Regions from separate parts of the Mus musculus genome. Here regions 1 and 2 are each linked to region 3. The links are chromatin contacts, called in public HiChIP or PLAC-seq maps. All regions are on one chromosome and are shown on one strand. The core of a region is the stretch at or near the end of the contact, and the rest is flanking DNA. Distances in the headings are between cores, read along the strand shown. Region 1 overlaps Letm2 (leucine zipper-EF-hand containing transmembrane protein 2). Region 2 holds the start of Plpp5 (phospholipid phosphatase 5). Region 3 overlaps Nsd3 (nuclear receptor binding SET domain protein 3).

Region 1 (2,700 bases), core at 161-2,660, 76 kb before region 3:
TCTTTAATCCTGAACTCAGGGGGCAGAAGCCAGTGGATCTCTTAAATTCAAGGCCAGCCTGGTCTATATATTGAGTTCTAGGTCAACCAAGATTGCATGGTGATACCCTGTCTCCAAAAAAGTAAAATGGGGGATGGGAGTGGGGTGGGTCGGGGCACAGGTGGAGTCCTCAATGGCCAGACTCCATGACTTAACTACTTCCATTTGCTCATTGAGAAGGCCAGAAGGAATCCACGTGCATCAGGGAGATGAGAGGATTAAGCCAGTTAAGTAGCTAATCCCTTTCCCATATTACACATCTATAGTATGCACTAAGTTTAAAAACCCACCACTTCCAGACGGAAGTTGTATTGTGAGATACCTTAGATTAGAGCAATGGCAGCTTCCCAGAGTGGTGTATGAACACAGCCTACAGAAGTCAGTTGATTAGCACACTGGGTGGGACTGGTCCTCCATGACTAGGGAGCATTTTGAGGAGGTACATGCTCTGGGCTGGGGTGTAGTCCAGTTGCTTGAATGATGATTAAGGAGTTCATTGGCTATGTGGTAGTGGCACACACCTATAATCCCAGCACTCCTGAGTTCAAGGCCTGGGAAGTGGGTGGAGATGTCTGTGTCTTGTTTGTTTCGAGATAGGGTCTCACTGTGTAGCTCTGGCTGTCCTGGAACTCACTCTGTAGACCAGCCTGGACTCCCAACTCACAAAGAGCCACCGGCCTCTCCTTCCAGAGTGCTTGAATTAAAGGTACGTGCCACCACGGTCTGGCATATAAGTGTTTTGTTTATATATGTGTGTGTGTGTGTGTGCACCATGAATGGTACCTGTGAAGTTCAGAAGAGGTTGCTGGATTCTGTAGAACTGGAGTTAGAAATTGGTCGTGGCGACCATGTGGGTGCTGGGAACCAGACACTGACCCTCTGCAGGATTTAGTGGTCTTCTGACGGGACAGTCCCTCCAGCATCACTATCTGTTTAACTTCTCTAAGAAGTTGTGCTTTCCTGGGAAGCACGTCCGTCCTGGTCCTCGGGCACGGTACTGTTCTACTGAGGAGTCCCTCTACAAAGGCCGGCCAGGTGCTCTTAAAGGTGGTTTGGGGAGTCTCCATGTTCTGGCTAACAATTCCAAGCCACAGGAGGCAGAGAGAGGTATTTAAGGTGCCAAGCTGACTCCATTGTGAAATATATTTCCTCTTAAAAGGTCCACATCCAATTGGGCCTGGTAACATAAAGTCTACATAATCCTAGCTACTTGGGAGATGCGGTGAGGGAGGCTGAAAATTCAAGGCTAGCCTGGGCAATTCCGATCTTACCTTGCCATTTACAAAAGTGAAAGAAAGGGCAGGGGAATACATACAGCTCAATGCCAGTGCTTGCCTAGAAACCACAGCCCCACCCCCACCCCTGCTCAGTCCCCTCCCCAAGTTCACACAAACAGGAAGCCATTCGAACACAACTTGGTGGGAGTGTCTTTATGCAACGTTTAGTAAGATGACAAAATTATACAGTAGAGATGGACTGTAATTAAGCTTCTCTAAATGGCCTGAACTTGGTGTCACTGCTTGCATCTCTGGGATGGTCACAAGGCCTCCAACGACTTAATGGCTGATCCTTTATCTCAAGCCAGACAGTCTTAGCTGGAATTCCTTTGTGGACGCCACTGCTGAGCGGAGTGACTGAAGAGAGGGAGCGCCACCTTCAAGGGATCCTTAGGCTCCTTTGGAATCAGCCTTGCTGTTCTGTGAGGTCTCCTGGGACTTGGCCTGGAGGATCTGGATATAAAACAACACTTTAGGCTTTGGTCACAAACAGTTTAAATTCTGCAAGCATCTACTTTGAGCTTCTTAATCAAACTAATGGCCACAAGCCAGGCTCAGTGTGTGTGTGTGTGTGTGCACGTGTGTGTGTGCACGTGTGTGTGTGTGCATGTGTGTGTGTGCGTGCATGTGTGTTGAGCCTGTAATCCCTGTCGAGGCTGGTGAGGAAGTAGAACTGGCCTGAGTTCCAGGAAAGCTTGAACTACATTCAGAGTGAACGTGCTCCACCTTCCCCAAAGGAAAGCAACGAGACAGGGGCCACAGACTCAGACCTGTACGACTGCTTTGGTAATAAAGATGGAGATACAAACAAGCATGGAATCCCTTTCTGAGTGCCAGCCCAGCCACAGGATCACAGATGAGCCTACGGTGGACCTGTCACACACAGTTCATCTGTCCCCAGCCACCCACCCCCCCCCCCCAGTGACCTTCCTACTGTTTGCTTGTGCTTTCTCACCTCCCCCAAATTACTTGGCCCAAATGGGAGAAGTGGGCACAGAAATGTCCTATTTACGTGTCTTTTTCTGAAACTTTAATTGCTTTCCTGCTTGTATTTCCTGACATCAGAAGCCCATGTAAACTAGATAACATGTGGGAACTATTTGCATTTAACACATAAAACTAAGGATCTGCCTATAGTGTAATTAGCTCTAGACTTCCATGCTTGGGTTGCTCCAGCAGGGTGCGGACTTTCCCCCTCTACTTCGGGACAGTTGAGGGGAAGAGGTAGCGGCCATAAGATCGCTCGAGTCCAGCCTGCATTCCTGTCTGGATAGCAGCAAGACTCTTGTAGTGTTCTGTGGTATGCATGATGCTGTGGCCCCAGTGCCCTTCCAGATACCTGGGGAGAGGTTCCTCTAGACTACTTACTGCTTCTTTGGAAATA
Region 2 (2,700 bases), core at 24-2,523, 66 kb after region 3:
TGGTTTTCTTGTGACTTCACTGCGTCCGTTAAGGGACGAGAAGCCTTCCTTACCTGCTGACTGAGCCTTGCTCTGTGCAGATGGCTTTCAAGTATCTGCCATTTTGCCTCAACAGGGAATTCTTGTCAGTTAAAGGGAATGAGGGAATTACACTTTTGTTATCAATTAACATCTCATTTTTTGTACCCTATGGTAAGTAACTGTATTGCCGCTAATAACCAAGTTGCTAACTGATTACAGCTGGCTAAAAAGTTCTTTTTATATACAAAGATTTGTGTATTTTCAACTGCTATGGCAAATTCATTTGTGTCCATTTAAATATTACACAATAAACACATATCTGCAGATCCCACCCTCACCTTGTGTTCTTTGAATAAAGTTCTTGATAGATTGTTTACATCTGTATTTACCTGTAATGAACGCTGTAGACCTGTGAAATATCAAAGTGTCAACATCCATTAGTCAGTCTCTTTAGTTTCTGTGACTTGGCGCTCCTAACACTAAGGGGTTAGTGTTAATGTTCCCCAGGGGTATTCTACTAGGGCATTACTGTTTAATGACTTCAAAATATAGTTTAAGGATTTTGTTTATTGACCAATGTCTTATTGCAAAGTATGAGCCTACCATCTTAGTTAACCTGTACATATCTGTTAACTAGTGTAGTGTATGTGAGATTGCCTGTAACATTTGAGCTTCTTACTGATGTGTGCTGGTGGGACAGGTTTTGTACATTGTATTTACTGGAATCCTGCCTTTTTAACTTACAGATACTTTAGAATTCAAATATGTTTTCTGCTTCTGTAAGAATGTGGGAAAGCTTTTAATGGCATTCCATTGATTTCAGGTCTTGCTTGAGGTTGACTTTAATAAATTGTCCTGTATGGTCTACTTAAGAATATGGGCTGGTTCTTTACCTGTAATTTCATGGTACAGTTTACTGGGAAATGAGACACAAAAATACAACCACTCACCCTCAGCCCAGTTTTTTCCCTTCGAAATGCTCCAAAGACATAGTTTCTTTAAAGTGGGCTTTCTGGTTTGCTTTTGTAGAGGAAGCATCTCTGGAGAATGACGTTCCTTTTCTTGTCCTATAAGCTGATCTGGGTGGTTGGTGAAGGACACATTGCTTTGAGACCCAAAGGTGATCTGTTAGGTGGTACTCATAACACAGCAAATGAGCTCTGAATTTCCTGTAGCCCGGAGGCCCCGCTGGTAGTCAGTCCCCGCGGAGTTCGCTAGGTGGCGCTGGACACCGGGCGGGCGGAACCACGGCGCGCCGGGGCCACGTCAGCGTCTGATCCGCACGTATGGCGGGATGGGGACGGCGGCCCTGGGAGCCGAGCTGGGCGTGCGGGTCCTGCTCTTTGTGGCTTTCCTGTAAGGATCTGTCAACGCTCCCAGGCGTCCCTGGGCGCTCGCACTTCCTAAGCGGCTCGGGGCGGCAGGTTCTTCCGCCGAGGTAGCCTGTCAATCTTCCCCGTTTCCTCCCCAGGGTGACCGAGCTGCTCCCTCCCTTCCAGCGGCGGATCCAGCCCGAGGAGCTGTGGCTCTACAGGAACCCGTACGTGGAGGCGGAATACTTCCCCACCGGCCGCATGTTTGTGCGTGAGCTGCCCTCCCGCCCTCCTCCGCTGGCAGGGACTCCTCCCCTGCCTTGAGTTCCAGGGCTAGGGCGAGGCGTCTGGTGGGCAATCTGAGCCCCGATCTTGGTTAGTGCGCGGCAGCTGGTGCTTTAGGCCAGGAGGGACTTGGTTTTACCGACCCTGTGTTTTACCTTCAGGTCATTGCCTTTCTCACTCCACTGTCCCTGATCTTCCTCGCCAAGTTTCTAAGGAAAGCTGACGCTACCGACAGCAAGCAAGCCTGCCTCGGTAAGTCGCCCTTGTTCCAGTTGTTCCTGTCTTAGTGTTGGCAAGTAGCTATGGGGTTCAGCTACTCTGTACCCCTAAAGTATGTCTTTTTACCCCATGAGACCAAAAAGCAGTACTGATGAGAATGTGCTTAATAACACAGGCGCCACACAGGTGTTCCTTTTTGTTTGTTTGTTTTTTCGAGACAGGGTTTCTCTGTGTAGCCCTGTCTGTCCTGGAACTCACTTTGTAGACCAGGCTGGCCTTGAACTCAGAAATCCACCTGCCTCTGCCTCCCAAGTGCTGGGATTAAAGGCGTGTGCCACCACGCCCGGCCAGGTGTTCCTTATTAACACAGACACCACACAGGTGTTCCCTATTAACACAGGTGCCACATAGGTGTTCCTCAGTGCTCCACTTCTCTGCCCCTAGGCCGTTTGGGTTTTTATTCTGGTTGGGTTCTATCTCAAAGCAATGAAGGCTCTACTCATGAGGTGGTGGCTTACTCTTCTCCAAGCAGATGGCACTAACGGCTTCTTTGCTTTCCAGCTGCCAGCCTTGCCCTAGCTCTGAATGGTGTCTTTACCAACATAATCAAACTGATAGTGGGCAGGTAAGTGAGAAGCCTTGGCACTCAAACCTCCCTGAGCGCCCCCCACACACACACCACCACATTCTCAAGCAGTGTTTACCCGGATTCTCAGACTAGTCTCTCCTTTCTCACCAGAACTCCCTCTCCCTGCCCTCTGCCTGTTCCAAGTGTACCACCTGGTCTGCGTCCTGTCCTGAGTATTTCCCACAGCGACCACCTTTATGTACCTAAAGCTGCAGTATGACTAGCTGCTCTGTG
Region 3 (2,700 bases), core at 179-2,678:
GGACCCAGGTCCTCTGCGAGTAAGGCAAGCACAGCTGAGCTACCTCTGCAGCCTACCTAGTGAATATTTCCTTCTGTGATGCTTAAAGCAGCTATCCATGGGGTGGATCCTGTGTCTCAGCAAAGTAGTCTGAAAACCACGTTCTAATCCTTGCTCTACAGCCAGCTGCGCCCCTGCAGTCATAACTCAGAGCAGTACATGTGGGAAAAGGGGTTAGGTCAGCCTTGTGCTGGAACTTCCATAGCTCTGTTCATGGAGAATGGGCAGGCGTTGTCAAAGAAGTCTAAATCAATTCCTGAACTAAAACAGTTCCTGTCCATCTATATCGAGGGCTTAAGAGCTTTCAAAGTGATACCACCCGAGAGTCATGGCTCTCCTCTTCTCTCCTCACAAGACAGCAATCTCTTGAGATTAAGGAGTTGTTTTTACAAATTTCTTTTTAAACTTTCTTTCTTGTATGTGTGCATGGGGAGGGAGAGGCGTGCACAAGCCTGTGGGTGCCCTGGAGGCTTAGATCCCCTGAGCTGAAGTTACAGCCGAGTCCTGAACTTCCTGAGGTGCACTGGGTGGGAACTGAGCTCATCCTCTGAAGGCATTTGCAGTCTTCACTGCTTGAGTCATTAATTCATCCACTAATCAGATGACTTCATCGAGGCCAGTTTTTATTTTAGTGCTAGAAAATTTGTTTATATTACTCTTAGTAATTTGAGAATCTAGAATTGAAAAATCATTCATGTTTTGATTAAAAGCATGAATTGTATTTTGTCATAAAGCTTGAGGTGGGCTAGAGAGATGGCTCAGTGGTTATGAGCAATGCCCACTCTTCCAGAGGACCTGGGTTCAATTCCCAGCACCTACACACAATCTTTAACTCCAGTTTCAGGATCTGATGTTCTCTTCAGGCTTTCTTGAGCACCAGGCACTGATGCATAGATACACATATGTGCAGACAAAACACCCGCACACCATATTCAGAAAATAAACATTTTTGAGGTAATTATTTTTCTCTGCATATTTGTAATTAATAGACATGTAAATGAAGATTTTCTTTTTCCTGGGGAGGGTTGGTGTTTTGTTTTGTTGTTGTTGTTGTTGTTGTTGTTTTGTCACTGTGTTGCCCAGGATGATCTGGGACTTGGAGCCTTTGGGCTTCTGAGTACTGTGTCACGTAGCATGGATGTTTACTCTGTGAGTGTGTAGGTGTGTTCACCTGTGCACACACACTGACCTGGAGGAGGGTGCTGGGTGTCTCATTGTATATCACTGTCTACTTTATCATTCCCTTTGCATCTGGATTTCCTACTGAATCTGCAGTTTAGCTGATGGCCAGAAAACCCAGCTGTCGTCCTGCCTCCATTTTACAGCACTGGCTTACAGGCAGACGTATGAGGTCATGCCTGGATTCTCACCCTGGTGCTGAGGATATGACTCACATCCTCATGCCTGTACATCAAGTGTGCTTATCTGCTCAGCCATCTTCTCTTTTCTCAGCCTCATGCCTCATGCGTGCTTCTCTCCCCCCCCTCCCTCCCCTTCTTCTCTTCTCTGTGACAGGGTCTCATCATGCAGACTTGACTGGCCTTGAACTTGAAGAGATCTGCCTGCCTCTGCTTCCTGAGTGTGGAATAAAGCATGTGCCACCTGCCAGCATGCCCACGTTGCCTTTTCACACCAACAATATTTTTAAAGTTTTCAAAAGTACATAGTTTTTTAAAAGCATGGGTGTTTTGCCTGCAGGTGTGTATGTGCCCCATCTGTGTGCGTGGTGCCTGGGGTGCAGGAAGAGTATTGCATCCTTGGAGTAGAGTTGGTTGTGAGCCTCTGTGTGGGTGCTGAAAAAAGCCTGGTCTTTTTGTATATCACTGATATACAAATATAACACTGCAAGAGCAATGTGCTCTTTAGTGCTTTGCCTTCTTTATAGCCCCTACTTTAAAGACTTTCTTTGACTCTGAAGTCTTACTCAGTGAGTCTCTGGGTGTAAGAGAAGGTTGGGGCATCTTGAGTCGTGGCTTGTGCTGGTGCCACAGCATGCACTGGGGCACTGGACACTTGATTGTGGAGTCGTAGAACTGCTTGACATCTGGCCAGCGGCACTTGCCTGCTGCAGTCTCTTCCGCTTTAACTCTGGATGGAGCGAGCACAGATATGGTGCTGGGCAACCATGTCTTGGTAGCACTATGTGAAGGTACCAGCAGTGGTCAGGTCCCAATACTCTCTGTACATGCTGTCTGTACCACTGCACGAGTATATGCTGTGCTGACTTCCCAAACACCCGCCCACAGAGCACTGCCTACCCCTAACTAAACCATCTTCTTTAGCTGTGACACAAAGTACCAGAAGTGGGATTCGGTCACATGGCTGGGTACAAAGAAGGGCATCCAGGACAGTGGTGGCATGTGGCACGTCGGGATGGGCAAGCAGCACCCTACCCTGCACCCCAAAGTGTGCCCAAGGCCCTCATGGCAGTCAGTCCTCATAACCCCCACTCATAAAAGGATTTTTGTTTTTGTTTTTGTTTTTGTTTTTCGAGGTTTTCTCTGTGTAGCTCTGGCTGTCCTGGAACTCACTTTGTAGACCAGGCTGGCCTCGAACTTAGAAATCCCCCTGCCTCTGCCTCCTAAGTGCTGGGATTAAAGGCGTGTGCCACCACCGCCTGGCACAAAAGGATTTTTAACAGACTTAATTCTGGTTGTGGGT

The links. HiChIP or PLAC-seq counts read pairs in DNA pulled down with a chosen protein or histone mark.
Region 1: a BATF HiChIP or PLAC-seq map of CD8 T cells shows a contact between it and region 3, with 6 read pairs. The contact joins two enhancer-like sites. A contact is called at or near these places in 1 of 15 datasets of contacts at CTCF or cohesin (CD8 T cells), 5 of 484 Hi-C or Micro-C datasets (embryonic fibroblasts, embryonic stem cells, group 2 innate lymphoid cells and 2 more), 6 of 115 datasets of contacts at active chromatin or transcription factors (CD8 T cells, the HPC-7 cell line, astrocytes and 2 more) and 4 of 9 other capture datasets (adipose tissue, embryonic stem cells, liver and 1 more).
Region 2: a contact with region 3 is called in a CTCF HiChIP or PLAC-seq map of CD8 T cells, with 6 read pairs. The contact joins the promoter of Plpp5 here to the enhancer-like site in region 3. A contact is called at or near these places in 2 of 39 promoter capture datasets (embryonic stem cells and liver), 1 of 15 datasets of contacts at CTCF or cohesin (CD8 T cells), 3 of 484 Hi-C or Micro-C datasets (effector CD8 T cells, natural killer cells and nephron progenitors), 2 of 115 datasets of contacts at active chromatin or transcription factors (both in embryonic stem cells) and 4 of 9 other capture datasets (adipose tissue, liver, macrophages and 1 more).

Annotation. Positions count from the first base shown.
Region 1 is chr8:25,577,036-25,579,735 of GRCm38.p6, forward strand. It overlaps Letm2 (leucine zipper-EF-hand containing transmembrane protein 2), which reads right to left. Exons shown (of 11, transcript NM_001364069.1): 10 at 2,685-2,700; 11 at 1,455-1,769. The coding sequence ends at 1,707. Among named protein-coding and RNA genes, the nearest start is that of D830025C05Rik, 18 kb to the right of the region's middle. Within about 2 kb of position 1,411, at least 49 of the 459 cell types and tissues checked have an H3K27ac peak or open chromatin away from gene starts, as enhancers often do. A contact at or near this core is called in CD8 T cells, the HPC-7 cell line, regulatory T cells and 1 more, where this site is marked.
Region 2 is chr8:25,718,775-25,721,474 of GRCm38.p6, forward strand. Plpp5 (phospholipid phosphatase 5) reads left to right here and starts at 1,274. Exons shown (of 7, transcript NM_028000.1): 1 at 1,274-1,377; 2 at 1,493-1,601; 3 at 1,781-1,871; 4 at 2,400-2,463. The coding sequence starts at 1,316. It overlaps Nsd3 (nuclear receptor binding SET domain protein 3), which reads left to right. Exons shown (of 23, transcript NM_001081269.2): 23 at 1-893.
Region 3 is chr8:25,652,678-25,655,377 of GRCm38.p6, forward strand. All of the region lies in intron 3 of Nsd3 (nuclear receptor binding SET domain protein 3), which reads left to right. Among named protein-coding and RNA genes, the nearest start is that of Nsd3, 13 kb to the left of the region's middle. Within about 2 kb of position 1,429, at least 96 of the 459 cell types and tissues checked have an H3K27ac peak or open chromatin away from gene starts, as enhancers often do. A contact at or near this core is called in CD8 T cells, the HPC-7 cell line, effector CD8 T cells and 4 more, where this site is marked.